2 separate regions of the Arabidopsis thaliana genome follow, and region 1 is linked to region 2. The links are chromatin contacts, called in public ChIA-PET maps. All regions are on one chromosome and are shown on one strand. Each heading gives the region's core, a stretch centred on a gene start, on an enhancer-like site or on the middle of the called end of the contact. The rest is flanking DNA. Distances are from core to core; before and after follow the strand shown. Region 1 holds the start of SMT1 (sterol methyltransferase 1). Region 2 holds the start of AT5G13590.

What was found. ChIA-PET counts read pairs in DNA pulled down with a chosen protein or histone mark.
Region 1: an H3K4me3 ChIA-PET map of shoot shows a contact between it and region 2, with 11 read pairs. The contact joins the promoter of SMT1 here to the promoter of AT5G13590 in region 2. A contact is called at or near these places in 1 of 2 datasets of contacts at active chromatin or transcription factors (shoot) and 1 of 3 other capture datasets (seedling).

What each region holds. Positions count from the first base shown.
Region 1 is chr5:4,425,753-4,430,216 of TAIR10.1, reverse strand. SMT1 (sterol methyltransferase 1) reads left to right here and starts at 2,893. Exons shown (of 14, transcript NM_121374.4): 1 at 2,893-3,241; 2 at 3,325-3,415; 3 at 4,008-4,074; 4 at 4,321-4,394. The coding sequence starts at 3,351. It overlaps AT5G13720 (Uncharacterized protein family (UPF0114)), which reads right to left and starts at 2,434. Exons shown (of 4, transcript NM_121375.5): 1 at 2,003-2,434; 2 at 1,823-1,900; 3 at 1,637-1,736; 4 at 922-1,543. The coding sequence starts at 2,257. The coding sequence ends at 1,188. SIG4 (sigma factor 4) reads left to right here. Exons shown (of 4, transcript NM_121376.4): 2 at 1-348; 3 at 533-733; 4 at 798-1,122. The coding sequence ends at 1,085.
Region 2 is chr5:4,376,243-4,380,838 of TAIR10.1, reverse strand. It overlaps AT5G13590, which reads left to right and starts at 1,438. Exons shown (of 7, transcript NM_121362.6): 1 at 1,438-1,647; 2 at 2,114-2,209; 3 at 2,289-4,260; 4 at 4,420-4,596. The coding sequence starts at 2,192. It overlaps AT5G13600 (Phototropic-responsive NPH3 family protein), which reads right to left and starts at 407. Exons shown (of 4, transcript NM_121363.1): 1 at 349-407; 2 at 196-265; 3 at 1-110. The coding sequence starts at 407.

The DNA of each region.
Region 1 (4,464 bases), core at 1,644-4,143, 48 kb before region 2:
GAAAATTTGGGAACAAGTGTTGAAGAGAATGAAATGGTATCAGTTTTGTTAGCCAGTGGCAGAGGGAAGAAGAAGCGTAGTGCAAATGAAATACTATGCCGTAGAAAAGAAGCGAGAGAAAAGATTACTCGTTGTTACCGTAGGTTGGTTGTTTCTATTGCAACAGGGTACCAAGGCAAAGGTTTGAATTTGCAAGACCTTATTCAGGAAGGAAGCATAGGGCTGCTTCGTGGAGCTGAGAGATTTGATCCCGACCGAGGATACAAACTATCAACTTATGTCTACTGGTGGATCAAACAGGCCATCTTAAGGGCTATAGCGCATAAATCTAGACTTGTCAAATTGCCGGTGAGCCTCCAATTCTTACAGTTTGAGATGAATATGTGTTACATTGTATAGTTGCTACCATATATAGATGTTAACTATATGTGAACCAAGTCATCTTCTATTGTTACATAGAAAAATAAAATGCAATGTTGTTCTGGGAAGTGAAGTAATTAGTGAATACATCGTTTTAGCTTGTTGTGTGTAGGGAAGCATGTGGGAGTTAACGGCAAAAGTTGCAGAAGCTAGTAATGTGTTGACCAGAAAACTAAGAAGGCAACCAAGCTGTGAAGAGATTGCAGAGCACCTAAACCTCAATGTATCCGCGGTTAGACTAGCTGTGGAGCGTAGCAGATCCCCTGTTTCGTTGGACCGAGTCGCGTCTCAAAATGGCCGCATGACATTGCAGGTACTTGAGTTTTCCATGAAAATAGAAAGCTAAGAGAGACTTTGGACTGATTTATCATGTTCAGGAAATTGTACGGGGACCAGATGAAACAAGGCCAGAGGAGATGGTGAAAAGGGAACACATGAAGCATGAGATTGAGCAACTCTTAGGAAGTCTTACCGCTAGAGAATCTCGTGTATTGGGACTTTACTTTGGGCTCAACGGAGAGACTCCTATGTCGTTTGAAGAGATAGGTAAGTCGCTGAAGCTTTCGAGAGAGAGGGTGAGACAAATCAATGGCATTGCTTTGAAGAAGCTACGGAATGTACATAATGTGAATGATTTGAAAATATACTATTCCTCTAGTGAATAAAAAGCAAATAAATTGGTTCTTCATAATCATTAATAGCAAATTAAACAAAAAAACAGAGTAAACACATATATTGGATATATTGGGTCTGTACATAATATGGGTTCATGTCTCTCCTTTGTGGAGATTATGGAGGATATACAGAGAAGCAGAGGACAAGAAGATGCAAACGGAATAACTAAGCAAATCTAGACCGGTGGCGATAGTAACCATCTTGCTTCTCTCGAACATCTTCACTAGCAGAATCATAACAATGACATGTCCCACTTTGGTTTTAAGCTCATCAAGTGAGCTGATCTTCATCCATTTTGGTCTCTCCTTCATTGCAAACATACCAAAGAGGGAAGAGGATCTAAGGGCACGATCGGATTCCGGTGGAACATCATGAGGCGAGTGACTGATGAAGAGTCCATACAAACCCATACTAAATATTAACATCACAGTCCCAGCTAGATAAACATCTGCAATCAAATTTCACACACAAGTATATATGAGTATTATAACTAAACAAACAGGCTTATATCATAATCATATATATAGCAAATTAGTTTTACCGATAGCTTCGACTAGGCGTAAAACCATTTGGCCGGTATGGATGCCTTTTGAACAGTTAGTCCAGTAGACTTTATATGCCTCCACTATGTAGACACACCCCTACACAATGAGCCATGAGATTAGTACTAAAATGGTGTATGCGTGGCAAAACATTTCAGACTAAAACTAGACCACAAGTTAGTTACATTGAGAAAGCAGAGTAGCGAACCAGCCAGCGAACCTCCTACTGCCAAAAGCGCTAGGAACCGGAAATCAAATATTATCTGCTCCATCCACCAAGAAACCAGATATCAGAACAAATATTCTAAAGTCTCAAAATCAATATATAGAAGAAGAAAGAGACAAACAGGCTTGATTGATATTACCCTCTCAACGTTGGATTCGGTGGAGCGAAAGAACTGAGCAAACGGGCTGTCGTCTTTGCGAGTTCCGTAAGAACTAGGTAACGTGTTTCCGTTGACGGGAATCGAGGTAGGAATCGATGATGATGCGGATGACTCTGGAGGCGATGAGTCAAGAGTTGCTAACGGCAAGTGGAAACGGCGGCGCGTGGGTAACACGAGATATCTCGGCACCGAAAGGGAGAGCGGAGTGGCTGAGATCAACGAGGAGAGAGCCATAGATAATTACTTTTCGAAATGGTTAGTTTGTTATTGCCGGAGGACAAGTAGTAGAAGAAAGATCGGCGCGTCGGCTTGGGAACGCGGAGGATTAGGCGGGAGAGAAATATGTGGTGTGTGGTTGAAGTTGGTTTTTCCTTTGGAATTTTAACCCAAACGGTCAATTCCTAGTTTCCTACGTTAATCATGACATAGACTAACTATTAGTACTACTCTAGTTAATCACAACGTAATCTATAACTTTTTAATTAAATGATAGGTAGATTAGTCATTTTCTAATTAACTATTGTTGACATAGACTAACTATTGTTGTTGTGTTTTACATGTAATCAAATCCGATAATATTGATAAAAATAAAAATAGCAATTGTTCCTGAGATACCCATGTGTATAAACTATAAACATATACAGACCATACAGTATGAGTTAAGAATCAGAATTTGGAGTTTAGAGATTAAAGTAGGAGTGAAGTAGTGGACTAGTAAAAAAATTCTAAGTTTTTTTTTCTCTTGAAACCATTGAATATTTCACAAAATTTTAAACCAGGTTTGGAGTTAGTAGAAAGTCAAATATTCTTGCTACAAACACTTAAAAACATTCAGGAATCAGGATGGCAAAAACAGAAGATCAAGGAAGTAGTAGGTAGATTCAATCTTTGATCTAGATTTAAAACCAATTAACCACTCGAATGTCGCGCCTGTTCTTGGTAGGTGGTGAGATTCTATAGTAAAGGTTTTATTTTATACTAGAATAAATTACGAGATAGTGGAGAATATGCTTAACACTAGAGAGTAGAGTTATATAGGCTCTAATTATTTCATAATTAATTTGGACAAGTAGAGAGGATATAATGGTAATACACTCTCATTGCCAAGCTGGGATTGACGGCTTGTGACCTCTCTATCTTACTAGTTATAAACTAAAGCCAGTCAGGTGCCTCTTTAGCTCTTCCCCACCACTCCGATTCATCTTTATCCTCTCTCTCGTAAGTCTCCTCCAATGTGTGTTCCGATTCCGATTTCTCTTTTCTCCTTGATCCTTATTCTGATTCAGTCTCACTTTTTGCAGATCTCGTCCGTTGTTGCATAAGTGCTATGGATCTCGCGTCGAATCTTGGTGGGAAGATCGATAAATCCGATGTTCTCACCGCCGTCGAAAAGTAATTTCTTCTCCCTTCTTCTTTGATCGTAGTTTCCATCTCCGATTCACTTACAATTCGCTTTTTTCGTCTCATGCATATTGATCTCGTTGGTTTTTATCTATAATCAACTCCTAAGATTAAGATTTGATTGTTGTTTTGTGTAGCATCTCCATATTTTTGGAATCAACGTATATTTTGAGCCTACTATTTCCATACGTTTACGCTTTTTACCAATTCCACGAATACCATGATGGCATTGGATTTCGCCTCTGTTTTTATGTTTGTTTTGGTTTTTAATGCTTCATGGAACTGAGCTTTCAATACAGCAGAAAAAAGAAAAATGATGAGTGAGAGATGGTCCCTAGTTTCGTTTTTGGCTCTATAAAAGATCCATTTGACGTGTATTTCACTACTGTCACGTTCTTGAGGGCCCGACCACCAATCTTATTGTCATTGACTTCATCTATCTATCTATATAGAACAATTGGTTTGTTTTTTTTGGCCAAAGTTTTTCAGAGTTCTATGAATTAAAAAAAAAAAAAAAATGTTATTTGGTGGACTTTTTTTTTTGTCCTGGACATTATTAATTTTTAGTGATTTGGTGATTCAGGTATGAGCAATATCATGTCTTCCATGGAGGAAACGAGGAAGAGAGAAAAGCCAATTATACTGACATGGTAAATTCAAAAATGTTTTTTTTTTTTTTTTTTTTACATTTTATAAAATTTTCACCACCTTGAGACACGCCTGTTCCTTGTAGTTGTGTCTCCTGACTTTGAGAATATGCGACAACTAAAAAAGCCTATATTGTTCCAGGAGATCATATTTAAAATAGTTAAAGTACTACTTCACTAGGCTAGGTATTGAATTTCTTTAACAAATCATTGCCTGTTGGAATGAGTATTTCCTGATTAAATTTTCAGGTTAATAAGTACTATGACCTTGCTACTAGCTTTTATGAGTACGGATGGGGAGAATCCTTCCATTTTGCACAAAGGTAATTCTTGACTTTCAATATACTTTCTTTCTTACAGCCATAGATGCTACTGATACTATAGTTATATATG
Region 2 (4,596 bases), core at 189-2,688:
AAGAATGTTTCAGGACCACCGGGAATGTCATGAAGCTGAGCAACACAAGTTGTCTCAGAGGCTTTGCTGAACAGAGTTTCTAGATATCCACTTCTTGACAACAAAGGAAACTGATGTTGAAAACAAGACAAGTTAAAAAAGTGAACGTATGAGTTTAGAAATTCAAAAGAGTTTTGAGTCGATTAGAATTGGTACCTTATGGAGATGGAAGCTTTCGTCTACGACTTGGATCATAACATCGGGCTTAAGACCAGTCTTGCAAAGCCTGATCAGATTACAAAAGGAGATGAAACGTTTTGTTTTGTTAGTGAATGATTTAAGCGATTGAAGAAGAAGAAGAAGACTGACCATGTGTGACCACTAAGATGAAAGACTTCAGATTTGGAACCCAGTTTCAAGCTAGCCATCTTTGTTCTTTCACTTCAACTCTTTGGTTTTTCCGCAAATCTAAAAGTGTTGCAAAATGGTTGATCATCAAAACCCCATAAACATATGGGTTGATAATGGGAATAAATTAATTTTGGGTTTTGGTTGTATCGGAGAAGTAGGGGTGAGACCGAGTCTGAAGGGAGAGATAGATACAGACGAAGCTTTTGTTTTGTTTGCAGGAGTTAGCTGTTACTAAAATTTTGCAACTTTCGTTTTTCCCTTTATTTCTGTAACGCCTGACTCTCTCTCTCTCTTTCTTCTTTTCTTTTGTAACTTTGTGTTTACGGTAAAATATCTGGCTCATTTTGGTAAATGACTAAATTCTTGATATTATTTTTCAATATTCCACAGTAATACTAATAAATGTAGGAGATATTTGACTGGTCAATATAGTAGTTGCTCTCTTAAATGTGGAGCTAGCTCTTTTCACCAAAAAATATTTTATTAGTCAAAACCCATTACGGAAAGAATTCATAAGGCCCATTATCAAAACCATGGACCAGAGCAGAAAAAGTAAGTGAGTTAATTCCGGATTAGTGTGAAATTAAACCTAGGCATACTAATCGGATTAAGCCGGCATGACCACACCCATATATTTAGTCCGGCGACGGCGCAATAAAGTACAGTATATACTCAATCTTTATTTATTTTTCACTTTAGAAATAAATATAATTTCTTAATTTTCAATAATCATAAGATTTAATATTTATTTTGTTTGAGTCCTAACTAATTTTGGATGACAAAAAAAAAAAAAAACATCATAATTATAAAAAAAATGAATGGATTTTGTTTTGAGACAAGGACCACAACTGTTTAGTCAGCAAAACTTAAATGAGAACACTAAATTTAAACATATAGACATATAACCATGTAATAATGATTTTCAAAAATTCTGAAAAACTACAGTCTTATACAAATCTTTATTATAATTCGCTGAATCGATTTTATAAATCCGAATATTTATAAATAATTCTTGAAAAAGCCGTGTAAAAAAAAAAAAGGGTGGATGAGTCAAACTGTGTTATAAAGAGGCAAAGTTGCTGCTGCAGAGTTGTGTGGCCCTTGTCAAAGTTTAGCATCTCTCTCTTTCTCTGTGTAGCCTTCTCTTCATATATTTCATATCTAAACTGTACTTTTTATTTAATTTTCCTGGAAACTGCATCATCATCCTCATCATCCATTATCACTCAAACCTCTCCATCACTCTTCCTTCTTTTGGTAGATTCTTCTCTCTCCCCTAACACCTTTCTCTTTCTTCCCTAAATCTGGATTTCTTATTCTCTTTCACACTTATTTTGTTTTTGTCGGTAGATTTGCGAACCTCTAATTCTTTGATTACTCTTCTCTCTGCTCTGTGAGTCTTACGTAACTAGCTTCGATCTTGTTTTTACGTATTGGATTCAATCCTTTTTTGGATACTTTTTCAGATTTTTCTCCACTAACCATATTACTTTCTGATTTACTTTTTTTGTAATCTTATCGTTGACTTCATTTTTTTCTTCTTGATTGTTCTTCCTTTCTATAGGGGCCTTGTTGATCTCTGGATTCACTGTTTACTTGCGTCTATTAGGGTCTAGTTAGATAGATACCTTGTGGGATTTATGTTTGTTTCATCTGAAATCCATTTGAATTTGAATTCTTCTTTTGCCTTTTTCTCTGCTTTATAATGATATTGATCTTGTAGGTGTGTTAGTTGGAGTTAGCCTGTAAAAAGGTACAAGAGTGAAGTTTTGATTTTTATTAGGACCCTCGAAGTTCAACTATGTCTGGAAGCCAAGAGGTGTTTATTCCCCACTTTAACTCTTCGGACATTTTTTTGAGATTCCCATATTGATGTGTTTTTCCTCTGTCTCATTCAGCCTAGGATCAGACCATCTACATGGAGCTGCAGTGATATTCCAATCAAGAAGAGGAAGTACCTTGTTCAGCCGCAAATGGAAGAAGCTGTCTCCACTCAGATTCCACAACCTAATGAGCAAGGTGATACTAGGAGTGCTCATGCTGACGAAACTCAGAAAATGACTGGTCGAGAACCAACCTCTTCATTACCATCTGTTCCTGTGGGAATTTCTGGTAAAGGGAAGAGCATTGGGAACATAGTTTTTGACCAAACTAGAGTGAAATTTGAGAAGCCAAGTTCTCCAATTCACTCCAGTCCATTGGCAGGCTTTGACATCCCTTCTAGTTCTAACGTACTTGGCAGTTCAATCCATTTTCCTATGGGAAAGCTTCCTGTTGGTGCTGAACATGCTGGTCTTGTTGTCCCCTCAAATCAAACTCGGATGAAAGTAGAAAAAACTGTTCTTAAGACTCATGATATAGTCCGGAAGACAGGTGACAAGGAAACTCTCAGAGGAGAGTGTCAAACAGAAGCATCTTCTGGTGCTAAGACTGTTTCCTTACAGCTAAGTTGTAACACTAAAAACAATTCTCCATATTGGAAGAATGAAGAGCCTACAGAACTGAATTTGTCATTAAGCAAGGGAGTTTGTCCCGCTCATAACACAGATTCTACTTCTACCAAATCTGGCAACAGTGGCCTGAACAGAGAAAATTGGGATTTGAATACTACCATGGATGTTTGGGAAGATGCTCTAGATCGCACAAGTGGTGCATTCTTAAACAGTAACAGAAGTCTTCGTGACATAGAGAGATCAAGTTGTCGTGATACGACTGCTATTACAAAGTCTGTTTCTGAAAGACAGAAGGAAAGTGTAGGATTTAGTTCTCCTAAGGTGACGTTGATGCAGTTTGATAATCATGTTAATCCCACATGCTCACTTAGTCTAGGCCTCAGTTCATATCCTCCTATTGAGAAATCTCCTTCTCTACCAGCTACCACATCAGAGGCAAGAGCTGGGAATGTGTGTTCAGTGAACCTTAGGACTGTGAAGTCAGAAATCATTGAAGAGAGTGTTAGGCAGGCAACAGAGAGTACTCAAGTTTCTCCAATCGGGCTATCTATTAAAGGACTGAAACATGAGGGTATTGGCAGATTCAGCCAAGGAAATAGTCCCTCATTTGGCATTTTGAAGACAGTGGTTCCTATATCAATAAAGGCTGAGCCAAATACCTTCTCTCAATCAGAAGTTTTCAATAGGAAAGATGGAATGTTGAATCATCCCCATACCCCAATAATGCAATCAAATGAGATCCCTGATTTACCTACAAGTTCTACGCCATATCAGAAGGATAAATATTTACCTTGTTCAAATGGTATCAGCAATGCACCAATGCCCTTGAGTGGAATGACAATAATTCCAGGCGTTCAGAGTGATCCTGACTGTACATCAAAAGAAAATTCGGGCCAGAGTAGCAGTTTAGCTAATGGTAAATTACGCGAAGTGCTGAAACATGGTGGAGTTTACACGACTTATTCTGGTCATGGAGATCATAACCTCAATGCTTCAGGTGTGAATGTTACTTCCTTGACTGAAGAGAAAATACTAGATGATTGCAAGCCTTGTATATCGAAAGAACTCCCTTGTAATTCTCGTGGAACTGATGAACTTTCCAGAAATGATGAAGAGAAGATTACTTTACCTGGTAAGGAGCTAGAGGAACAGTTATACAGTTATGGGTTTGAATCAGATCGTGGTTATGATCTATCTAGAGTAATAAAGGAGCAAGTTGGCAAAAGAAATTTGTGCGATGACGGGAAGGTCCAAGGACCAGCTGCCGTTTTCACGGAAAGTAATGAGGTTGCACATCCTGAGTGTGGTGGTTCTGAAACTGAACAAAGGAACATTAATGTTCCATGCCATGTCCACTTTCATAATTCTAACCATGTGGAAGAAAAAGGGAGTCAACCTGCACTTCTTGGTTATACAGGTAATAAACATATTAAAGCATGCTCTACCTAATCATCAATTAAGTTTAATAATTATACTGTTGATGAATCATGTTTGAAATTAGTCGAAATGGCAAGTACTGAAGTTCATATTAAGAGGCATTCTCCAGAACTTCAAAGTAGAATATTTGATGGATCAGGTGAAACTGAAGGCCGGATAGTTCAGGATGGTGAAGGAACGTCAGGTGTCTCTACAGTGTCAGGCGGCATTGAAAACCCTGAAATAGTAGATAACAGTAGTCCAGTTTCACTCAAGGCAGAAATGTCTACTATTGACAATGATTCTCCTATGGAGTGCAGTGACGGTAGTCAGAGTC